Linked DNA regions of Mus musculus: region 1 is linked to region 2. A link is a contact called in public Micro-C data. All regions are on one chromosome and are shown on one strand. Each heading gives the region's core, a stretch centred on a gene start, on an enhancer-like site or on the middle of the called end of the contact. The rest is flanking DNA. Distances are from core to core; before and after follow the strand shown.

Region 1 (4,131 bases), core at 1,148-3,647, 770 kb after region 2:
CTGGCAAGCCGTATGATCCGAGTTTGATCCCCAGAATTCCCATGGTAGAAGGGAGACCCTATTTCTTCACATTGTTTGGCAGCTACACACATGACACCATGCACACCATATCAATGATCAATCAATCAATCGATCAGTGTAAAGACAAAAACTGAAATAAACCGGACTCTGCTTTATATTGGCTGGTCCTGAGATTCTTTTCTGTGTTAGAGCCAGGAGTTCCAGTTGGCCGGAGTTGAAGTAACTAAGAGGTGAGGGGGAGCTGCCCAGGCTACGGTGGATGTTGGGGTGAAGCTGTGCTTTCTTCCTTGTACCCCTCGATAGCACATCTCTACGGACATGGCGCACAGAAGAGGCCACCATTTGCACATCTGAAAAGAGCCCTTACTGGGAGCTGACTGTCAGCACTATATAGCTTTAGACTTTCCAGCTTCCAGAGCTGTGAGAAACTGTTTAGCCCTTGGCATTGGTTTAGCAACATGAGTGACACATAGTAAGGTCCTTGGGGGTCCCACTGGCTCTTCTTTATAAATTTTTAGAACCCACCTCTCCATTTTTCAACCTAACATACTTCTAGGTAGCATGCAACTGGCAAAAGTCTGCCTTCCAGGAAAGTTTTAAATCTAGTATCTTCCCCTATCCGTATGCCTGTCATGATTCCCATGTGTGTTCCCTGTAGTCTTCATAATTCCCAGTGGCCCCCACCTGCCTTATTCTGAGCTCTTCTTTTCACATCTGACTTACCCACTTGGAGACGACAGCTCCCAAATCATTGTTCACAACCCAGACATCTTACCTGAGTTAGAGGCCACACATCCAAACTGGCCTGCTCAACATCTCCACTCAGACACCCCAGAGGGGCCTCAAACGTTCTAGCTAAATTACTAGGTCATCCACATCGCCCAGCCTGAGTTCATTTCCGTGTGTCCAACAAAGAGTGTGAAGCCCTCTCCATCTGGCAATGGCCTCTTGTGGCCCCACCCCCACCCCATTTTGAGACTAGGTTTCACCGTGTAGTCCTGGCTGTCCTGGAACTTTCTATGTAAAGTAGACTAGTCTTGAAATCCCAGAGATCTGCCTCCTCCTGCCTCCAGAATGCATTTCTCCATTCTTTACACTGGGCACCCACACCTTTTGCTGACATCATTCACTAAGCTCTTTTCTGAGGTTCTCAGACAGGCGCACTGTGAGCATACTGTTCAGGGGTGGGGACAAGAGTCTTGAGTAGCAGAGACACCGCCACTGCCACCGCCACCTGAGCTCAGCCCAGACAGTCTGCTGACCTGTGGGTCACGATAACAGATGAGTTCTAACTGGGAATCGTGGCTTCCACCTGCAATCACAGCATTTGGGAGAGTGAGGCAGGAGGATCAGGAATTCAAGGCTAGTCCCAGCTACACTGTAAATTCAAGGCCAGCCTGGGGTATGTGAGACCTTATCTTATAGCAGATCATGTCAGGCCACACTTGGTGTTACAGGCCTTCAATCTCGTGGGAGGCTCTGGTGGGAGGATTGTAAATTCAAGGCCAATCTGGGCAGGAGGAATTTTTTGAGCCTAGTCAAGACTGTCAAAACAAACAATAGAAGGAGGAAGAGAGGGAGGGAGAGAGAGAGATTGATTGATTATTAATTATTATTATTATTATTGAGACAGATCTTGCTATGTATCCCAGGCTGGCCTCAAACTCATGGGCCTCCAGTACTACTATCCCAAATTTAATTAAGATTTTTATTTTTATTTTATTTTTTAGTTGACTCTAGGGCACAGGTCAGACAAAAGCAATATCTTCGGCCTTCACTTCTTTTTTTTTTTTTTCTTTTCTTTCCTTTCATTTATCTATTTTTGGCGTGGGCATCGTCTCACCGTGTAGCCTTGGCTGACCTAGAACTTGCTATGCACCAACACGCCCAGCTTGACCTTCAGTAGACCACCCCCCCATTTTACTTTTGTGACAAGTGTCTCTGTTATATAGCTATGACTGCCCTGGAATTCTCAATGTAGACTAGACTGGCCTTGAACTCACAGACATCTTCCTGTCTCTGTCTCCTGAGTGCTGGGATTGAAGGCAGGCACCACCACAACTGGCTTCTTCTGCCTCTTTTTAATTTTATTTTGAGACAGGGTTTCAACCATTTACCTTGTTTTGGTTTGGTTTGGTTTTGGGTTTTGGTTTTTCGAGACAGGGTTTCTCTGTATAGTCCTGGCTGTCCTGGAACTCACTTTGTAGACCAGGCTGGCCTCGAACCCAGAAATCTGCCTGCCTCTGCCTCCCAAGTGCTGGGATTAAAGGCGTGCACCACCACTGCTGTTACCCAGGCTGGTCTTGAATTTGAGATCCTCCTATTTTAGCCTCCCAAATGCTGGGATTATATTAGGTCGGCGCAGGGGTGAGTGTGGGTGGAGTGAAATTGGAGGGAAGCCACTGCGCTGCCTTGCTGGTGGGTAGCGACCACTAAGTGCCCCAGCCAGACGCAGTCCCACTCGCGACCTTCCCGCAGGCGGCGCCAGAGGGCATTCCCGCCTCGTGACTCCAGTCCAGAGTCCTGCGGGGCGTGGCGAAAGGCGGGCTCTGGCGTCTCTGAGCGACGGAGCGCAGCGACAGTCTCGCCGCTGCAGTACACATGGACGCACGGACGCACAGACGGGCGGCGGGAACCCCCAGGGCCCTGGCGGAGCGCGCGGGGCGCCGCTGTTGCCTGGGCTGGGACTTCAGCACGCAGCAGGTACGCGCGCGGGGCGAGGAGCGGGAGCCTGACGATGCTCTGCCAGCGAGAGGCTTCTCCCGGAAACCGCGGGTGACTCCCCGCGGAACCCGGAGTACACGTAGCGGGGGCGGAGGGCTGTGGGGGGGAGTACCTCGGGGGTCCACGCGAGTCTCGGCTGCAGATGGCTAGATTCCGAGACACTCCGCGCAAACACACTCCGCGAAAACAGCAGAGGTGTGCGCACATGCACAGCCTAGATCCGGATAATCCCTGAGCGCCTTTTCTTTACTTTTCTTTATTATTTTATTTTATATTTTGAGACAGAACTTTACTATGTAGCTTTGGCTGGCCCAGGTTCATTGTGTAGACCAGGTTGGCCTTGAACTCACAGTGATCCACTATCCGTAGCCTCCTGAGTGTTGGGTTTAAAGGAGGGTGCCACGCCAAGCACTTTTTTTTGTTAAAAGTGAAATGGGCATAGTATGCAAATGGACTTTGCCCGTTCCCTGCCTCCCCCAACCCCCTCTTGGCTGGCACTAGCGTGCCAGGGTCTGTGATTCCAGAACTGCCGGTCAGAGGTTGGTGTTCCCAGTGATAGCTGAGTGAATTAGCAATTTGCCTTCCAAGTAGGCATGGGACGTCCAGGAGGCATTCATCCTGCACGCTTGAGAAATAAGCATAGTAGCTGTGAGACCCTTCTCAGCCCGATGAGGAGAGTTGGAACCTGCGGCTCCCACTGGGGAACATCCCATAGAACTTAGTCACCTTGCCCTACTAGACCTGTTTCTCCATCTTCCCGAGCTTGGAATGGCTTCCTTAGGATGTCAGGTCTGACTTGACCATAGTCATGGCTCTGGGGGCAGCCTCTGGAGACAAGCCTCCTTGCCAGGTGCAGGACCATAGCCTCCATTGTTTGGAGAGTGGATTCTTGTAGACCGTGGGAGTTTCACCTGCCTCTCTCTGTGTGGCGCTCTCTCTCTCTCTCTCTCTCTCTCTCTCTCTCTCTCTCTCTCTCTCTCTCTGGTTTTTCGAGACTTGCCCCTGAGTTGATTATTTCCTGCTGTCTATTCCTTTTGGATGTGACTTCTTTTTGTTCTAGAGCTTTCAAGAGTGCCATTAAATTTCTAGTATAAAACCTCTCGATTTTTTTTTTTTTTTTTTTTTTTTTTTTGGGTTTCTCGAGACAGGGTTTCTCTGTGTACCCCTGGCTGTCCTGGAACTCAAATCTGTAGACCAGGCTGGCCTTGAACTCAGAAATCCTCCTGCCTCTGCCTCCCAAGTGCTAAGATTAAAGGCACGTGTGCCACCATGCCCGGTCATTTCTCATTTTTTAATCTTATCTCTTTGCTTTTCTTTTTTTGAGCATGTATCCCATGAAACTTATGTTGCTATGGTTACAATGATGCCCATTTAAAACAAAAACAA
Region 2 (4,644 bases), core at 1,415-3,914:
TTGATTTTTTGAATATTTGCTAAAGCCTAGTTCTTTATGCTATGATAAGTCCCAAATGGCAGTACCTCATGTTTACCTAGCTTTTGGACTTATATTATTTTTCAGAGGAAAAAATACTACTGTAAATTGTAAATAGTACATAATCCTATTGTCTGCAGCTCTGTGACTGTTGGCCATGTCATCTCAGAGGATCAGATAAATAAAGTTTATTTCCTATATAATAGTGTTCATTGTGCTTCTTTTTAAGTTGAAATCACTTCAAGATGGCTAAGCACCCGTGTTCCAGTTCAGGTTGGTAATGGAGTGAGGGCTGTCAGGCCAGCTGACTGCTGGTCAGTAGGACAGATGTGCGTGTGTATGTTCAAAGCCACACGAGCAATGAGGAGGATATGGACACACACACACACACACACACGCACACACACACACACACGTTATAGGAGGGTTTCTGCTCTGGGAGTCACTGATTGTTCTTATGCCTAATGAAAGGAAGTTTCTGGGCGGGAAGCTGTGAGAACTGCTCAGAAGGGTCCACACACTCCTCACATCCGGGGGAACATGGTTCTCAGACTCTTAGATCTGTAAAACCTCTGCACGGGATGGAATGTTGGTTATCCAGCCAGCCTGCCACCCTCTTGGGGTTTCCTGCGCTGTGAGGGAGGGGCCACCCACACCCTACAACTGTAGCTCCCTTCTTGTCTTTTATGCCTCTTCCGAGGGTAGGAGTTTGGCCTCTTAGTGCTCTCCACACAACTTCCTGTAATTTCTCCTTAACCCCTTCTGCAGATACCCCAGTGTAAGGGAGCAGGGTCAGTTGGCAAAGGTTTTCTCTAAAGGGCCAGTTAGCGAGCATATTTAGTCATAGAGGCCATGTGCTTTTGTTGTAGTCAGAGCAACTATAGACAATTCTTAAGTGAGTGAACATAGTGTGTTTCAGTAAAATTTTATTTGTATTAAATATTTCATGTTTGTACACATGCATAAATGTGTTTAGATGCTGTCCACCTTCCCAGTCCCTTTCCCTCCCAACTTCATGTGCTCTCTTTTAAAGTCATTACTCATTTAATACCCACCAAGTTCATTAGTGCTGCCTGCATGTTCATGGGTGTGGGGCCGTCCTCTGGAGTATGGGCAGCCTCTCAGGACTCGCATCCCCAAAGGAAACTGACCCCCTTCCAACCCAGTAGCCATCAACTGCCAGTAGCTCTTCAGAAATGGAACTTCATGGACCCCTCCCATAATGTTGGGGTCTTGGCTGGCTTGATCTTGTACAAGCCTTATGCTTACAGCCCCAGGCTTTGTGAGTTCATACATGCAGCTGTGCTGCTGTGTCCCACAAATACCGTTTAAAATGTTATTTTCAAAGAAGGTGTCAGGAAGTCGAGGGTCGAGGGATATCTTGGCAGTTAAGAGTTCTTGCTGCCCTTGCAGAGGATATAGGTTCAGTTCCAGCACCCACTTACTGGCTTACAACAATCTGTAATTCTAGTTCCAGAAGATCCAACATCTTCCTCTGACTTCCGTTGGCACCAGGCACACACGTGGTGCACATACATACATTCAGACAAAAAAATAAATCTTAGAAAAAGTTCTAAACGGGATTTTGGTTCTCAGGTATAGTTTGCCGGCTCCTGTGAAGCCAGTCAAGCTGCGCTCTAAGCATGGAGTCAGGAGAGGAGTAGGAGCGCATACAGCAAGCAGGGGTTGCTGGCTCTTCCTCCGTGCCTCACCTGCCGCAGCCCACTTGACTTACCCCAGTGGGAAGAAGAACATTTGCTTATATTCATGTTAGCACCTTGGGCCAGGTGAGACTTTCAGCAACCCTTCCTGATTGGAAGTTGGGAGATATCCGACTTTTATCTAGGATAATTATAGGACTTGTTGGCATCACAGATGTCAGCTCAGGGCTGGGTACTTTTTCTCCCATTCTCTGAAGCTTGAGAAACGAAAGTTTATCATGGCTGCAGGTCAACTCCAGACCACAGAGAAAGAGCTGTGACCTCAGGGTTCAGTCCAGACCTAGCCAGAGGCTGGCTAGCCTCATGACTGCTGTCAAAAACCCTGCTGCCAAGAAAGCAGCTCTCCTCGGCGGAAGCTGGGAGGAGTTTATTGGTTGACACGTTGGCACAGCCTTTACCTGCAGTCACTGTAATTTGTGCTACTTTGTTTATGTGGATGCATGTAGAGCTTGGTAGGGAATGGCTCGAAATGATTGAACTTGGCATTTCTAAATTAAAGGGTGTGAGCAGTATTTTTTAGATTTTGCTATGTATATGTAGCCCTTTTAAGCAGTTTTTAATGTTACCATATGCACATTTGTACTTCATGATCATGGGTGCATGTCATGGCTCATGGGTGGAGTCAGTTCTCAGGTCAATGGGCTTTCACGGCAAGTAACTCTACCCACTGAGCCATCTCACCACCACCCTAGCCTGTTTCTTGTTTAAAAACCCAGGCGAGAGGAGAGAGGTCCCGGTCCCTCCCAGGTCTCTCTGGGGCTGAGCAGGATGGCGAGTGTCGACAGCCTCAAAGAAACACACTGAGCCAGGAATCTGTCAAAGCAGGAACTCTATGGCATCAGCCTCTCACTTATATAAGTTCAGAACATAGGGAAGGGGATTTTTGGTGGGGTAAGATGACATAGGAGGTGGGGAAGGGTAACAGAGGGTATGGAGTGACTGACAGGGCCAGTGGCAAAGCTCTTCATCAGCAGAGGCAGGGCTAAAACAGGTTTTGCTGAGTCACCCTGATATGGAAGTGACTGAGACAGGTCTCCAAACTGGAACCAGGCTCGGGTTTGTCCTCAAGACCCAAATCAAGGCCAAAATGGGGCCCAACATCTCCCCCCTTTCAAAACCCTGAGTGTGCTTGCATCCATTTGTGAGTCTGTATTGAAAGTCATTAAAACTGATTCAACTCTGTCTTCAACCATGTGCCGTTAATTTATGTAACCATTTCTCAGGTGTTGAATAGGTTACACTTAGTACTTGCATTAAGTTCACCATGATGAACTTGTCCGTGGCATGAGAACGCTTGAAAAAAAACAACCCAAGCTAACCAGTCTGCCCCAGCAGCCTCTGCTGCCAACAAGTGAGTACACTTCAAGTCATTTTGTGCCAGCCTTGTCAGTATGGTGCCTCTGTCATTGTAAGACTGAACATTCCACACCACAGACTGTCTCAGCCTATTTACCCCAGTGGGTGAACATTCTGAGTCTGTGTCCCCTTAGACCATCACCTTCCAGTGGCGTCACCAAAATTTGAAGGGCCGGAGGTGACTTAAGTCTGTCTAAAGCACACACCATGGCAGAGGTGGTGAGGACAACAGGGGTGAGGGGCAGCGGGCCGTCTAGCCTTGAGCCACATGGTTCTGTGCAATGTCCCCACTTTAATTTGGGACATCTTTAGTTGGGTTTCTGTTCTCTAAAAGTGTTAAAGTCTTAAAATTAATATTTAGGTCAGCATGCAGAGCAGTGTGTTTGATTGTGTGATCTTGGTCCATCACTTTCCAGTTGATGGAGCTGGAAAGATGGCTACACGGCTGCCTGTTAACTCCAGCAAACAGCATCCCCTCTGGCCTCTGTTGGCTCCCCTCCCCACAAGAGCATATGTGTACACACTGACACAGATGAAAGGTTTTCCAGGTGTTTTCCTTGCTACAGGAGGAAGGCATCTGTCCTTCTACTAGACGGAGCAGCTTCTGCTGTTAAACAAGGTGTGCTTCCTGTGTCCCCGCTCTGTCCCCATTCTTCCACGTCTGTATGTCAGGAGTGGCCAAGATACATCATTTCTCTTTTTAAATTCATAAGTCTGTGGTTAGGTGATGAGATCTGGATGGGACATCTGAAGCGATTATGAGACGAGGCTTTCAGGACGTCACATGGTACAAGTGAGTGCACAGCCAGGGAGGCTATGCATCTTTGGCTGCCACTGCACAGTTTGTGGTAGATGGATGTGGTGTGTCTAGTTCTTCACTCTCCCGTTTTGTATCTTGCCACTACAGACCTTGTTGTGGTTATCTCCTTTTAGAGTGGGGTAATCCATTTCCCTGCCACCTTCAGTCCAGCTGCACTCAGCCACATCCCAGCCCCTGCATAGTTGAACCTTTGTCTCCTGGGAAAGGAATAAGGTAGGTCGGGGAATGGGAAAGGAGAGACAGCTTGATTGTTGCAAACCCTGGGAGGCTGGGATTTGTTACTTTTAGCATAACCTCTCCAAAGCCTTAAAGCCACAGCACAGTGCCAAGTCTCCAGGCTTGCTTTTTCCTGTTTGGGGTTTGGTTGGCCTCTTATATTTTATTGCTAATTATATTTATATGGGGGTGGTGCTGGTGCACATGAGTACAGGTCTATAGAGGCCAGAAGAGGGCATCAGATGCCCAAGACTGGAGATAGAGGCAGATATGAGCTGCCCTGTGTTTTCTTATGTTTATAATTATCTCTGTCATTCTCTCGTTAAATCCACTGGTTTCTTTCTTTTAGACCGTAAAGGGTCAGTTGCTGAATGCATCTGTGAGTTTTAACATTTTGGATATGTCCAAAACTCCCACTTGTTCTTTACATCTTTTGCTTTGCAGACAGTACCTTTGCCTCAGGGCCGCCCGTGGTTGCTCATGGAAGCCTCTGCGAAGCTTTGTCAGCTCCGT

The links. Hi-C and Micro-C count contacts between places; a contact is called where the count stands out from the background.
Region 1: a contact with region 2 is called in a Micro-C map of the G1E-ER4 cell line. The contact joins the promoter of Xylb here to the enhancer-like site in region 2. A contact is called at or near these places in 4 of 39 promoter capture datasets (the 3T3-L1 cell line, maxillary cranial neural crest, pre-B cells and 1 more), 3 of 484 Hi-C or Micro-C datasets (the G1E-ER4 cell line and palatal mesenchyme), 2 of 115 datasets of contacts at active chromatin or transcription factors (forebrain and stem cell-derived neural progenitor cells) and 3 of 9 other capture datasets (adipose tissue, embryonic stem cells and liver).

Annotation. Positions count from the first base shown.
Region 1 is chr9:119,354,984-119,359,114 of GRCm38.p6, forward strand. It overlaps Xylb (xylulokinase homolog (H. influenzae)), which reads left to right and starts at 2,398. Exons shown (of 19, transcript NM_001033209.3): 1 at 2,398-2,724. The coding sequence starts at 2,623.
Region 2 is chr9:118,582,302-118,586,945 of GRCm38.p6, forward strand. Golga4 (golgi autoantigen, golgin subfamily a, 4) reads left to right here. Exons shown (of 24, transcript NM_018748.3): 24 at 1-218. Among named protein-coding and RNA genes, the nearest start is that of Itga9, 22 kb to the right of the region's middle. Within about 2 kb of position 2,665, at least 10 of the 459 cell types and tissues checked have an H3K27ac peak or open chromatin away from gene starts, as enhancers often do. A contact at or near this core is called in the G1E-ER4 cell line, where this site is marked.